Linked DNA regions of Salmo salar: region 2 is linked to region 1. The links are chromatin contacts, called in public Hi-C maps. All regions are on one chromosome and are shown on one strand. Each heading gives the region's core, a stretch centred on a gene start, on an enhancer-like site or on the middle of the called end of the contact. The rest is flanking DNA. Distances are from core to core; before and after follow the strand shown.

Region 1 (7,128 bases), core at 2,991-5,490:
CAGAAACACTGTGGGGTAAAAGATCACATTCAGAACCTAAATAAACATTACAATGATGTATACTATTATGGACAAAAAGGTGGTACATATGTAGCTGAAACGCACTTTTCACATAACATATTCTGTAAAATGCTGACACTAAGAACAAAGGCCTGCTCAAAGTAGACTGTGTCCCCCTTGGGGACCCCGGTGCCTTCTTCTATCGGTGATTAGGGCACAATGCTAGTAGGAAGCTCCAAATCCATTCGACTTTGTAAGTGACCTCGGCAGGATCTAGCGGTGTCCTGGTGGCCTTGGGGGATTACACGTGTTACATTCAATAAAGAGCGGCCCCTCAGTGTCATGGAGAAAAGCAACACAGCCATTAACCCCCGCTTATATTTCTGAACATGCAGCCAGCTACATAGTGGACCAGAGGAGAGGCTGGCTCGCTGATGTAATGAAATTCAATGCAGAAACATTGAAAAGTACTGTCTATGGATTATTTCTTAATGAGGCTGAATTTAGTAGGACATTATGGACAGAGTATATTGAAATAAATGCACAAATTTTTGCCTTTAATATAACAGCCTACATAATTGAAGATGTATCTATTGCTAATTAATTACAACAACCAGTGCAATAAATATTCATTTAAACTTACTGATACGTAACACAATGAATGCATGAAAATGTGCAGTTTTCATTGTATTGATATTTTCTGCCTACTGGTGTGGGAGTCAACAGCATGCTATGTTGCAGAGGCAGAACCTCTACTGTCATTTAAAGGCCCAGTGCAGTCAAAAACGTAATTCCCTATGTTTTCTATATATTGCCACACTATGAAGTTGGAATAATACTGTGAAATTGTAAAAATGATTCCCTTTTAGTGTAAGAGCTGTTTGAAAATACATTTCAGCCTGTTTTAATGGGAGGAGTTTTGGCATGCCTGGTGACAGCACCAGGTGTTAAATTAGTTAATAGACCAATAAAAAAAATGTTTTGAAGAGAGTTCCAAACCTCCCTGCCAATAAGAGCTAGTTCAGGTTTCCCCTTCCCACTCAGACAGGGCTCCAGAATAACATTTTTCAGTTCGTGGCACCAACCCATGATTTGGTCACACAATTTTTGTTTCTCTCGCTGCGTCACGCAACATAAAAATGTAGTATTGTCTTAAGTAATTTAATAAAGTGCTTTATTAAAAAGTATAATAGACTACTGAGATGGTATTCAACAAATAAGTTGTTTTATCTTTTGATATTGTGATTCTAAATATTTTTATGTGCAACCTAATACAGTGATTTTCATGCATTTTCGGTTGACAATCAGCCTGTGTTTATTTTATTTTTTACATTTCTCCAGAATGGTCTGATTTAGTTCAATAGAGATGAATTTGCCTACATCTTTATGTGCACTAATATCATAGGCTAATTTATTAGGGGCTAATTCACCACCTAAGTGAAAACTCAAAACCCATTAACTAGATCACTAACTCTAAATATAACAATGAATGTAATGTCATAAAAAATATATATATATTGTTTTCCTTTCTCACAAATTTCTAAAAACCTATTTTTGTTTTGTCATTATGGGGTTGATGTCACTCAGATTTTTTTTAACAGCCATATTTACACCAAAAACCCAGATGGGCATGCTTTGTAATGTTTCTAAAACCATAAATGTATTACTACACTGAACAAAAATATAAACGCAACATGTAAAGTGTTGGTCCCATGTTTCATGAGCTGAAATAAAGGATCCCAGAAATGTTCCATACGCACAAAAAGCTCATTTCTCTCAAATTTTGGGCACACACTTGTTTACATACCTGTTAGTGAGCATTTCTCCTTTGCCTAGATAATCCATCCTCCTGACAGGTGTGGTAAAACAAAAAGCTGATTAAACAGCATGATCATTACACAGGTGCACCTTATGCTGGGAACATCAAAAGGCCACTCTGAAATGTGCAGTTGTCACAACACAGTGCCACAGATGTAGCAAGTTAAGGGAGCGTGCAATTGGCATGCTGACTGCAGGAATGTACACCAGAGCTGTTGCAACAGCGTTGAATGTTCATTTCCCTACCATAAGCTGCCTCAAATGTTGTTTTAGAGACTTTGGCAGTACATCCAACTGGCCTCACCACCACAGACCACGTGTATGGTGTTGTGTGGGCGAGCGGTTTGCTGATGTCAACATTTGTTAACAGAGTGCCCCATGGTGGCGGTGGGGTTATGATATGGGCAGGCATAAGCTACGGACAACAAACACAATTGCATTTTATCAATGGCAATTTGGACACACAGAGATACCGTGAACGAGATCCTGAGGCCCATTGTCGTGCCATTCATCTGCCGCCATCACCTCATGTTTCAGCATGATAATGCGCAGCCCCATGTCACAAGGATATGTACACAATTCCTGGAAGCTGGAAATTTCCCAGTTCTTCCATGGCCTGCATACTCAGGAGACATGTCACCCATTGAGCATGTTTGGGATCCTCTGGATCAACGTGTACGACAGCATGTTCCAGTTCCCACCAATATCCAGCAACTTCACACAGCCGTTGAAGAGGAGTGGGACAACATTCTACAGGCCACAATCAACAGCCTGATCAACTCTATGTGAATGAGATGTGTCACGCTGCATGAGGCAAATGGTGGTCACACTAGACACTAACTGGTTTTCTGATTCATGCCCCTACCCTTTTTTTTTTTTTTTTGAAGTTATCTGTGACCAACAGATGCATATCTATATTTCCAGTCCTGTGAAATCCATAGATTAGGCCCAATGAATTTATTTCAATTCAATGATTTCCTTATATGAACTGTAACTCAGAAAAATATTTTAAATTGTTGCATTTATATTTTTGTTCAGTGTAGTAAGGTATGTTACGTTTGGTATGTATTAACTGTTGGATGTCCAGCTTCCATGTCGTATGATATGTTAATTACAATTTGTTTTAATGTTATGAATTTCCAAAACGTATGATATGTTACAAATTCCAATTTATTGTGGGTAATGTTAGCTAGGTGGCTAACGTTAGCTACCACTAGGGGTTAGGGTTAAGGTTAGGGTGCAGGCCTGGGCAACTCCAGTCCTCAGGGGCCTGATAGGTGACACACTTTTCCCCAGCCCCAACTAACACACCTGACTACAATAATCAACTAATCATGATCTTCAGTTAAAAATGCAATTGTTTAAATCAGGTGTATTTGCTAGGGATGGGGGAAAAGTGTGACACCAATCAGGCCCCCAAGGACTGGAATTGCCCAGGCCTGGTTAACAGAAGGGTTAGCTAAAATGGTTAAGGGAAGGTTTAGTTAACATGCTACTGTAAGTACTTGCTAATTAACTATAATTGTAAAGTTATCAGTGATGGGATTTGAACACACAACCTTTGGGGTGGCTAGACGTTCGCGTTATAAGCTCACCCAACCACCCTCCTTTTTATTTTGTCTTAAGTAACTCTTATGTAAACATACCAAACGTAACATTAATTTGAGGTTCCTGTTTTACGTTTACTATGTTACGTCCAATCTATGAGACCAGTCTGTAGCACTAACTAGCCTGCTTGCTAACACTCACATGAGGGCGAGGCTAGCATGGCTATCCGAATGATCGTGTTATGTGGAAATCCCGTTAGCTATGGAATGTGCCGAAAAGCTCGTAACAGCTTCGAGCTACAAACTTATGCAGGGATAGGCTCATACAGTAGGACAACAAGCATCAAGGACATTGCAAAAGTTGATGACAATATCAACAGGCTAAACTATATTGAAACATGCATCACTTACTTTGGAAATCTTTGCCTCAGTATAGTCATACACTGACGCGTGGGTCTCAAATGTTCGGTGCATTTCACTATCTCCTTGTATTCAGCTCGAGACAGCTTCATTTTTAATAATCTGCGTGGCTAAACAAATAAAAGACAAGACAACAATCAAAAACGTGCAAGTTGTGATATCAGCTCGCAATGGCAAAATCAGCTGTGAAATTGCTTGCTAACTAACGTTCGTGTGTTAGCTGTTTAGCTACCAATGTTGTTCAGCGTATCAAACTCTTTCAAATCGGTAACATAAACGATAGTAAATAGTCCGCTAGTTTAATAATAGCTACTGCATGCAATGCTGAGTCAAGATAATACAGGAAAAAACTATGCTATATAAAACAATGTTATTACAATAAATGCAAGGAGCACAATACACTTCCTGGTTTCTTACCGCGAGAAAGTTAAAACACACACGTCAGTATGAAAAGCTCTCCCATTGGTCTATATTGCAAGAGCTGAGTATACCGGCAAGGGATAGGCTCGCTGCAGTCTTTGCTTCAGTGATTCAATACCAACAACAGCACCATCAAACCTAAAAGACTTGGTTAACTTTCTTTGACAGATTTGGAAAATATCACCTGTAATATCATAGCAATACATTCGCATAGGTAGGAAATGCATACAGTGGGACAAATGATGCTGCATTCAAGACGAATGCATGGTACTCTTTCATTATAATGAATTATATATACTAGTAGCCTAAACAATAAATGGAACCCTACAACAAAATAAAAAACACATTTTTATCATTTTTTTCTGATAGCCTAAAATAGCTGAATTTAAAGGAAAAGCATACATTAAAAAAAAGTATAGAAAAAAAAATACATTAACTTGGAACGTTTTTCACAATGACAACCTGAATAATTTTTATATTTTTACGATTATCTGGAAATTAAACTATATATTACAAAACTGCCTATTATAAACTGATGTCCTCTAAGTAGTAGAGTTGTACACCCCCCTCAAGCATAGCCATGTATCAACACCTTCCAAAACCCTGTAATCCTCTTTTTCTGCCAAAGGGTGATTTAAAGAGATTTGGAATTAAAGACAGGAGATCTGGATTTTTAGACATGAATACAAAGTGGATTCCTTTTAACTCCAAAACCCCAGCGACATCCCAAGCTGTCCCTCCCCACTGACTCCAGATCAGGTTCCGTATGGAGTAGTTTAGAAAACTTTAGTCTTTAAAAGTAGTCTTTGGTTGGGGCACACTTTGGCTCTTATGAAGTCTGGAGGGAAAGTGTAACAAGTTAGAGTAGGTACTGTGGGGCAGGCAGGCATCATTTATTGATGTGTTATATCTTCTTTCATTTGAGCTCTTCATAGTTTATACTCCGAGTGTCCGTGACAGGAACACTTAGCTGGGATTGTGAATAATGATATACTAGACAACACTCAGAAGATTTGTAAAAGCAGGGTATTGAGCTTAGTGCAGAAGTGTGTGCCTGAAGTGAATTGCCCTCTTTATTTGGGGACACAAGCCTACACAAATAATAAAGTATTCAGCCTATTATTTTACTGCAAATATCATTCTCAAAATGTAATATCGTATGAGTACAGACATGATCTATGGCTAAAATATAATATAAGTATTTAAAACCAGCGGTACTCTGGTTTTAGGGAAGTTGTGGGTAGGCCTAATTGTATTTGACTATGTTATATAATGCAGGTATTGAGTGCTCTCTTTTTAAGGTCTACTTTGTCATATCAATATCTTATTATTTTTTTTTACAATGGTCTTATTGTGTAATTCATCTCTGAGCAGTGCTAAATCACAGTCTGGACTAATATAATCTCTCTCACACACAAACACACACAGACTTCATTTACAGGTACCTGATAGAAGGAAAGCTGGCTACAGAAATATAATTGAGTCATTTCTATGGTGACTATTTATTACATTTTGTACAATAGGCAAACGTTAGATTTTCTGTTACACTAGAATGGTCTGGAGCTTAAAAGATTATAAAACATTTCATAACTTGAATTACATCTCTAAATCACAACAAATGATAAAAGAAAAACAAATTGATCAACCTATTTTTCTTTCATATTTTATTATGTCCCGAATCATAGGATTATATCAATACTTTATCATAACATCACTACACCTCCAGCACATGGCATTAGTACATTGTATAACGTGGTTTTCCCTTTATGGCGAACACAAAGGTGTCACGGGCCAGCCAGACTCACTCTGACCTGACCTGTGGTGTATCAAAATAAAGCTGTATTGTTGTGGGGCAGTGTAGTATGATGGCTGTGATGAGCCCCGGTCTGGGGGTTGTGTGAACCAGCCTGGTCTCGGGGACAAAAAGGGCTCAGTGCACCGTGATGTGCTACAAAAGGGAGCAGTGTACTGGGATTAGTATGAGGAGATAAAATCAGGGCCTCTGAGGCAGTCTCGTCTGATTGCCATAAAAGGCTGAGGTCAGGGGCGGCTGGAGCAGTTTACCCGTCTAGGTATCAAAGGATCAGGGTTTTTTGGTGGGGAGCAGCATGTGTAATAGGTAGTATAAAAGAGCAATGTAATGTGATGGTATAAAAAGATCAAAATCTGGAAGAGGTTGGGAAGGCAGTGTACTGTAATGGCTCCAAAGGCTGGGATCAGAGCAGTTCTGTGTTCTTGGATGTACAGTATGTACAGTGTGTGTGTGTGCGTGTGTTAGTCTGTGTGCTCGTGTGTGTGTATGTCTCACACAGTGAGATCCACAGCAGGCTGTGAAGGGAGCTGTGAGGGGAGCAAGATAGAGGAGCGAGGGATAGAGAGAAGAGCGAGGGGATGCAGGGAAGAGAGGAGAGGAGTGCTTTGGAGGCAGTGTGTAAACAGGGCAGCGGTACACACAGTGCCGTTAACCAGCTGTGAAGCCTGCTCACAGTGGGAGATGAATTTACAAAGGATGTTTCCCTCTGATATCCAGGAGACGCTGCACTGATCTCTGCTCCACAGCTCTCGGCACACCATTGTAGTGCTAAGCACCGTCCTAGTAATGGCAATTAGCTATACACCGTAATGCCTGGGAAACATTTACATTCTGCTAGCAGCGGACAGAGAGCTTGGCTCTGTGTGTGTGTGTGTGTGTGTGTGTGTGTGTGTGTGTGTGTGTGTGTGTGTGTGTGTGTGTTCATGTTCATGTGAGATAAAGACAGAGAGAGAGAGAGAAAGTAATCATGCTTCTTTATTGATTTTATCAATGCATAACTGTTTGATGCTGAGGAGGATTTGTGAGCTTCTTTAATTTCCCTTACACATCATGCTATGTTTAAGGAAATTGCACTCTCCCCCTGTCTCCTCACACATTGGACCTTACCAT
Region 2 (7,128 bases), core at 2,754-5,253, 90 kb before region 1:
AGAGAGAGAGAGAAAGAGAGAGATTCTTTCCCCCATCTTTACAGAGTACAAGCGGACCCCTGGGCACTGTGCAACATCATGGCGACCCCTTCTGGAAGAGAAAATAATGTGTTCATACTGCACTGAGCTGCGTTTGTTCTTCCTCCCCATACACGCATGTTATTATAATGTTTCCAATTAGGTTATCTTGATTCATTTAAATATGGCGTATCGAAAATTTGACAACATTTTGGAAAGTTATTTCTTGCAATGTTTGTGTATAGCAAATAGGCCTATTGAGAGTGCGTACTTTGCTATAGCCTAGTATTTTTTTCAAATCTGGTGCTTGCTTTCATATTTAGCATTTACTAGGAAAGTCAAATACCGTAGCCTACATATAAATCACATATCTCCCCGTGATTGATGATTTATCATTAATTTGCAAAGCATTTCGATGCATTTTTGTCACACAATCCTTACCACATATTGCTTCTTGGTGGCCATGACGTTTTATTAAAACGTAAACAAAATTGTCCAAAACAATGGTCAATAGGCCTATAGGTGTATCTGAAGTCTCAGCGTCCACAGCTACGACGATCCTGTTCATATAGATGACCCCTAAAGACTCTTAACATCTATTTACTCACAGGTATAGACCTCCTTATGCGAGGCTTCTCATTCCGGTGTGTAGTAGGCCAACCCTTTCCTTCGTGTATTCTAGTGAGGTTTCAAACACCATAACCAAACCAGGCAAGGAGCCATGTCTACTCAGGACTGTCAGGCTCAAGAGTAAACAGCATGGCTAAAGTCACACAGCAGTGAACCAGAAGCACCCTGCGCCGAGTAGCTAACGCGACGACCATTAATCTTAGCACACTTTAAGATTATGACTGAAAGAATGGAATCAGTAACCATTATCTTCTCGGATGGCAGTACAAACCGCTCCTTATTTTTCAAAACATAGTGATGGTGTACCCGAACAAGGCGAAAGATAGAGGGGGAGAGAGAAACCAGATAGGAAGAGGTAGAGTCGGTGCCACTTGAACGTGGACATGCCCAATCTGATTTATACATTTCCCTCTTCAACATGTTCCTTAAGGGGAGAGGAAATGTTAAAGGATAGAGAGAGAATAAATTGATTTCATTACTTTGTTAAATACACAATATTCCAAGGGAAATAATAACACGTTTTTTTTTTATTATTATTAACCATATTATTATTCGTTATTATTATTTTTAAATATAGCAACATTTTAGGGTAAAGATGAATGAATACGGATATTGTGCACTTGGCTACTGAATGAATTTATTAAAGCCACTGAAATTTGTTAGAACATTTTTTTTCTCTAAAGATTAACAGTGTAAACGCATATTACAAGATTATTTTGGGGGTACTTTCATATCCAACATTTCTGCCTGCTCACTCGGAGGGAAAAAAACGGTTATACTCAGAAATGGTAAAATCAGCGGTGAACTCCATAACGAGATTAAGCACACATTTTCGAGACAAATCTGGTCAAATTAGGAATGGCCATTTAGTTAACGACCGCACACAACCCCGGAAAAGATATTCAAAGATAATGCTTAAATAATCGAATGTCCCGTCATATTTAGAAAACACTGAGCAGAAAGTTTAAGATAGGCCTAAAGAATGACATTTAGGATGCGTCGGATAACATTAAAATAGATGCATATTACACACTATATAAATTAGCCTCAATGTCTTAGAACTTCTTGCAGCTAAGCAATCTTAATGAGATTTGATTTAATATGTTTTATCATTTCGATCAAATAAATGCTATGTCAATCAATTTATTTCTTGACATTTCCCACCCTAAATCAGCATGTCAACGCTGTCATTCGACTTGGGTGAGCTGGTCGCTAATTTAGGACATCCACGTTCGTGCGTGTGAGACATGTCCACTCAAAACAATCCGTGATTGAATCGAAAATGCATTATGCCGGGGCAGGCATCCCCCCAGCCTGCCGGGCTTTCTAATCTCAACGGAAATACTGTTACTTTGGGAGGTGGAAGAAGATACCAGCAAAACCTCGGTGTATTTTTTTAAAACCCTGGCCTGCCCATTTTCATTAATTGAATCGACTTCCTTATAAATGTGCCATTATACTTCAGTCATTAATGATGAGCAGTTTATTTAGGCCAAATCCATTCAGCAGCAGGTTCTCTCAACTCAGTAGCCTAAAAAGCACCTGAATAAAAAACCCAGACAGTGTATTTTTCCTGTCATGACTAGTAATGTTAGGTCTAATTTACATCCTTTATGTATCTAGTCACTGAAACACTGTTGTAGAGGTGTGTTATCCTGCATGGCTAATTCATGTCATAGACAGAAAAAAAACACCTACATCTGCAACATCCATCCTGTGTGTGTGTGTGTGTGTGTGTGTGTGCGCGGACCAGCGTAGAGTGGGGTCCGAGGGAGGCAGGGAGGCCGAGGGCACAGATAGCAGGAGCCTGTTAGCAGTCGGAAGCTCCAGCGCTGAAAAGCAATGGCTGGTGTCAATAACTTTTTTTTTAGCCCATCACCACAGCTGGTGGCAATAAATAGCAACGGGGGATGTCCAAACTATGACTTAAGGCTATTTGGGTCTCCAGCCACTCCACAGGGGCGCAGTGCTTTGAACACACAGTCTTCCACAATGATAAAAAACTGGATGAATGGCAAACAAGTCAGGCTTGTTTCTCAACTGCTGTCAATATCCAGATAGCTCTTATTATTGGCAAAGAGAGGCTATCTTATCTGTGTCTAGGTAGAGCAATACCTGGGGGACTAGGCCATTGTTATAAAGAGTGGCTGGGCCAATAGAAAGCCTGTTGTCTGACTGTGGGGGAGGAAACGGAGGATGCCACTGGAGACAGGAAGTCTTCAGAAAGTGAAAAGCACTTTATTGCAGCACACCTGAATGGCCTGGCTAGGGTTTCTCTCTAACCCACTGGGAACAGACCATTACAACTCCTTTACAACAGGGCCATGGGGTTTAAGTGAGCTGTGACATCTGAATAAGATGCTTCACATCTCATTATTCGTCCATTGTTTACGTTATCTGCATATGCAAACAAAACCAGATGTAGACAACAGTAATGGTGATTATTTTATATCGCAGCAACAAGTCTTTTTAGGCCCATAAACCTCCAACGCAATGTGACATCATTGCATCTCTAAAAATGAATGGCACAAGTGATCCCTGTGCAAGGTGACCTCCCATAAGTCAACTGTAGTAGATACAGGATGTGTTGGTGTGGTGTTCATTTATCTGTCACGGGGAACTCAAGGATATGGTGGCGAGGTTGGATCCAGCCCCAGAGTGGTGGTGGAGTGTTTTGGTTGAAAATGAGTTGTAAAAGTGACAAACTGCCCCCATTTCTCAGACGGAGAGCACAGGAGCCGACACGACGCTCGCAGCCAAACAGTTAATTGTTCGCTACAGCCAGGCCCAACAAAATGCTCATAAAACATCACCAAAAAGACATCCCCACCCCTCCCTCCATGTCTCCACTCCTCCGGCTAGCCTCCTGTCTAGCTCCAGCGCTCCTCCATCCCTCCACCCTTGCCCTTCCACAATTTTCCAGCACAAAAATATTATGTTCCCACTGGCAACAATTTAATAAAATAACCAATCACATCTGCCTTTTCAAACAGTTCCAAAACGAAGCAGGGGCAGTACATAATGTCTCATCTCAGTGTTAGGATCTCTGGCCAGGATTTATCACACACTGATAAATGATCACAGGGCTGGTTTTGACAAAAGCTAGGCTACGTATTTATGAATGAGTGTGAGTGGGGTGAGTGGGGTGGTGCAGTACGCAGAGAGAGGCAGGCCCTGCTATCAACAGTATTAGCGGGTTCTGATTGGGCTCTGTCTCGGGTCCGAGGCTCTGCTCTCTGCTATCGTCACTAATCACAGCCTGTGGTTGAGACAGCCCATAATACTACTACCCCCCCATCTCCATGGCCACCATCGGCGTCAGCATCATTCCCCCACCCCTCCACCAGCTCCTAAGTATATTTATTTCATAATAACAAGCCAGTGACAGCTCTCATCAGGCTCTGGCGCTCACAATCGGAGGGCTAGTGGGAGGGTCTGCCCGCGTTTGTTTTTCCTGTATCAGATTCCACCATCACCTCTTCACCCCCCCTCCCTCCACCTCCCAGAATCACATTTTCCTACCTCATTTTTTTTTACTTTTAAAATGTCAGAAAGACCTATTCCCCCCCACCCCCTAGTCGTCTTCCCTTCCCCCATGCATTGGTGTGGGCCGGTAGGTCACTGGGTCTGGGCTGGACCCACGCTGGGAAGGAGAGATGACACACTATCTGGGTCACCTCTGTCAGAGTCCAAATGCCACTCAGGGGGTCTGACCTTTCAGATGGGCAATGCTACTGCTGCAGCCTCCATGCAGGCTCTCTCTCTCTACCCCCCTTACCCTCTTTTCTCCATCACCACCGTAAACCAAACCTCACTCCTTCCACCACTCCAATCAAAGGTCTCTTTCTCTCTTCTCCTCCTCTTTATTCCTCCACGTCAATACAATTTACAGCAAAAGGGACAAATCAAAGCCGACAAGCAAATACAGCCACAGTAAATATGGCGATGTACGGCTTATCAGCTTCAGCCTGAAAGAAACATCATGGCCCTTAACGATGCATACAGACACACAGTGTATGACACCGCACAAGGAGGAACTCCAAATATGTGTCTTGGATTTATTTGAAGTCATGGCTACACCTCAAGCTCACTGTTTTTACAAATGGTCACTCGAGTTAAAACTCAATACCTCACTTAGCAAGAAGCCCCAGTCAACACCTTTCAACGTTCTAACATAGTATGCACATCCCAGATATTTGGGTTTCCACTAACTGGAGGTCACTTTTAACAGGAAGTGACTTATGTTACCAGAAGGGCTTAAACCGATACACCAAGCTGCTCATTTAAGGCCATCACAGAAATGGGAATATTTTAGTGGCCAAGCGTTGGGTAGTGTTGAGGTGCATGTGATCTCCTATCACGTCTGGTCTCTCCCAAAGCTGAGGACTGTGTCCCTACTTGTCCCACATTGTCAGTGAGTCATTCTACCCCCTTTCATCCACTTGACCTGGATGTGTAACCGTTGTCCAGCTTCCCTTCGAACACACATGGAACCCCCTACCCTGTCAATAAGGCCTCCACCAAACTAGTAATCAAACTGTCAATCTTGAAATCTCACTTTTCCCATGAGTCATTCTTGTTCTTTGAATAATAAACTTTGATTAGTGGCACTGTTAACAAACAGAAATGTGAAATTTAAAAAATCTTCCACTGGAGGCCTGTATTGAGAGAGTACCGATTCCCCTTGATGTTACTCGACCCATCTCCAAAACATGCTTTTATTCTGGACCTGGCTTGGGCCAATCTGAAACCTTATTTATTTCCAGCAGTGGATCTCTTCCTGGTGGGGAGAGGCTGAGCAGGCAGGGAAACTCCCATGGAAGAGCATCTCGAAGCCTGGGGCAGATTCAGGCCAGAGCTCCTTCACCATAAATAACCAAGGACCGCTGAGGAAGTCTGTCTCTCTTTTTCGCCTGCTCGCTCTTTCTGTCTCAGCAGTCTATCTGGCAGCTTGGTTGGAGAGAGATAAAACAGCGGGAACGGCGGGGAGATTGGGCCAAGACGAGACACAGCTCAGAGCGGATTGTAGACTTCCTTTGGCCTACGGGCCCAAACTAAACAGACTGGGCAGCGGTGAGGGAAACCACCCTGATCTGACACATGGGATTCTCAGTACAGGTTAATAAGGCTTGGAATTTGTGTTTTAATATCCAATAAAAAGTAAGCTTTTCACTATATACAGTAATGCAGAGCTAATGCAGAATTGGAAATAATGTAAGGCTCACTGCAGCCACCAAGTTGAAACCTTTTACAAAAAAGTCCCTGAACCTCGACTCTTCTATAGATCACCAGTGTCAATGGATTGTATTTATAAACTGGATTGTATTGACATACAATCGATGCTTGTAATTACTTGTTTCAAAGTTCTTTACATTGTAAGAGGGGGGAACTCATCTCATCCACCAACAATACTATTTACCAAGAGACTTTATCTATATTTTTAGGTAGGTGTTTAGTCACATCCACAAACCAATGCTGGCACTAAGACCGCACTCAATGAGCTGTGTAAGTCCATAAACAAACAAGAAAATGCTCCCCCAGCAGGGCGCTCCTAGTGGCCAAGGATTTTAATACAGGGATATTGAAATCCGTATTATCTCATTTCTATCAGCATGTCACCAGTGCAACTAGAGGCTAAAAAACTCTACATCACCTTTACTCCACACACAAAAACACATACAAAGCTCTACCTCGCCCTTAATTTGACAAATCTGACCATAACTCTATCCTCCTGATTCCTGCTTACAAGCAAAAACTAAAACAGGAAGTACCAGTGATGCGCCCAATACAGAAGTGGTCCAACGAAGTGGATGCTAAGCTACAGGACTGTTTCGCACAGATTGTAATATGTTCCGGGATTCCTCTGATGGCATTGAGGAGTTTACCACATGCATCGACGACGTTGTACTCACAGTGACTGTACATACAGTTGAAGTCGGAAGTTTACCTTAGCCAAATACATTTAAATTCAGTTTTTCACAATTCCTGACATTTAATCCCAGTAAAAGTCCCTGTTTTAGGTCAGTTAAGATCACCACTTTATTTTAAGAATGTGAAATGTCAAAATAATAGTAGAGAATTATTTATTTCAGCTTTTATTTCTTCAATCACATACCCAGTGGGTCAGAAGTTTACATACACTCAATTAGTATTTGGTAGAATTGCCTTTAAATTGTTTAACTTGGGTCAAAAGTTTCAGGTAGCCTTCCACAAGCTTCCCACAATAAGTTGGGTGAATTTTGGCCCATTCCTCCTGACAGAGCTGGTGTAACTGAGTCAGGTTTGTAGGCCTCCTTGCTCGCACACGCTTTTTCTTTTCTGCCCACACATTTTCTATAGGCTTGAGGTCAGGGCTTTGTGATGGCCACTCCAATACCTTGACTTTGTTGTCCTTAAGCCATTTTGCCACAACTTTGGAAGTATGCTTGGGGTCATTGTCCATTTGGAAGACCCATTTGCGACAAAGCTTTAACTTCCTGA

Evidence for each region. A called contact is a pair of places that touch in the nucleus more often than the background predicts.
Region 2: a contact with region 1 is called in a Hi-C map of muscle, with 4 times the contacts expected there. The contact joins the enhancer-like site here to the promoter of cdin1 in region 1. A contact is called at or near these places in 2 of 3 Hi-C or Micro-C datasets (gill and muscle).

What each region holds. Positions count from the first base shown.
Region 1 is chrssa01:33,529,407-33,536,534 of Ssal_v3.1, reverse strand. cdin1 (CDAN1 interacting nuclease 1) reads right to left here and starts at 4,240. Exons shown (of 12, transcript XM_014193760.2): 1 at 4,203-4,240; 2 at 3,777-3,895. The coding sequence starts at 3,877.
Region 2 is chrssa01:33,619,591-33,626,718 of Ssal_v3.1, reverse strand. No RefSeq gene overlaps it. Among protein-coding and RNA genes, the nearest start is that of cdin1, 91 kb to the right of the region's middle. Within about 2 kb of position 4,003, at least 1 of the 13 cell types and tissues checked has an H3K27ac peak or open chromatin away from gene starts, as enhancers often do. A contact at or near this core is called in muscle, where this site is marked.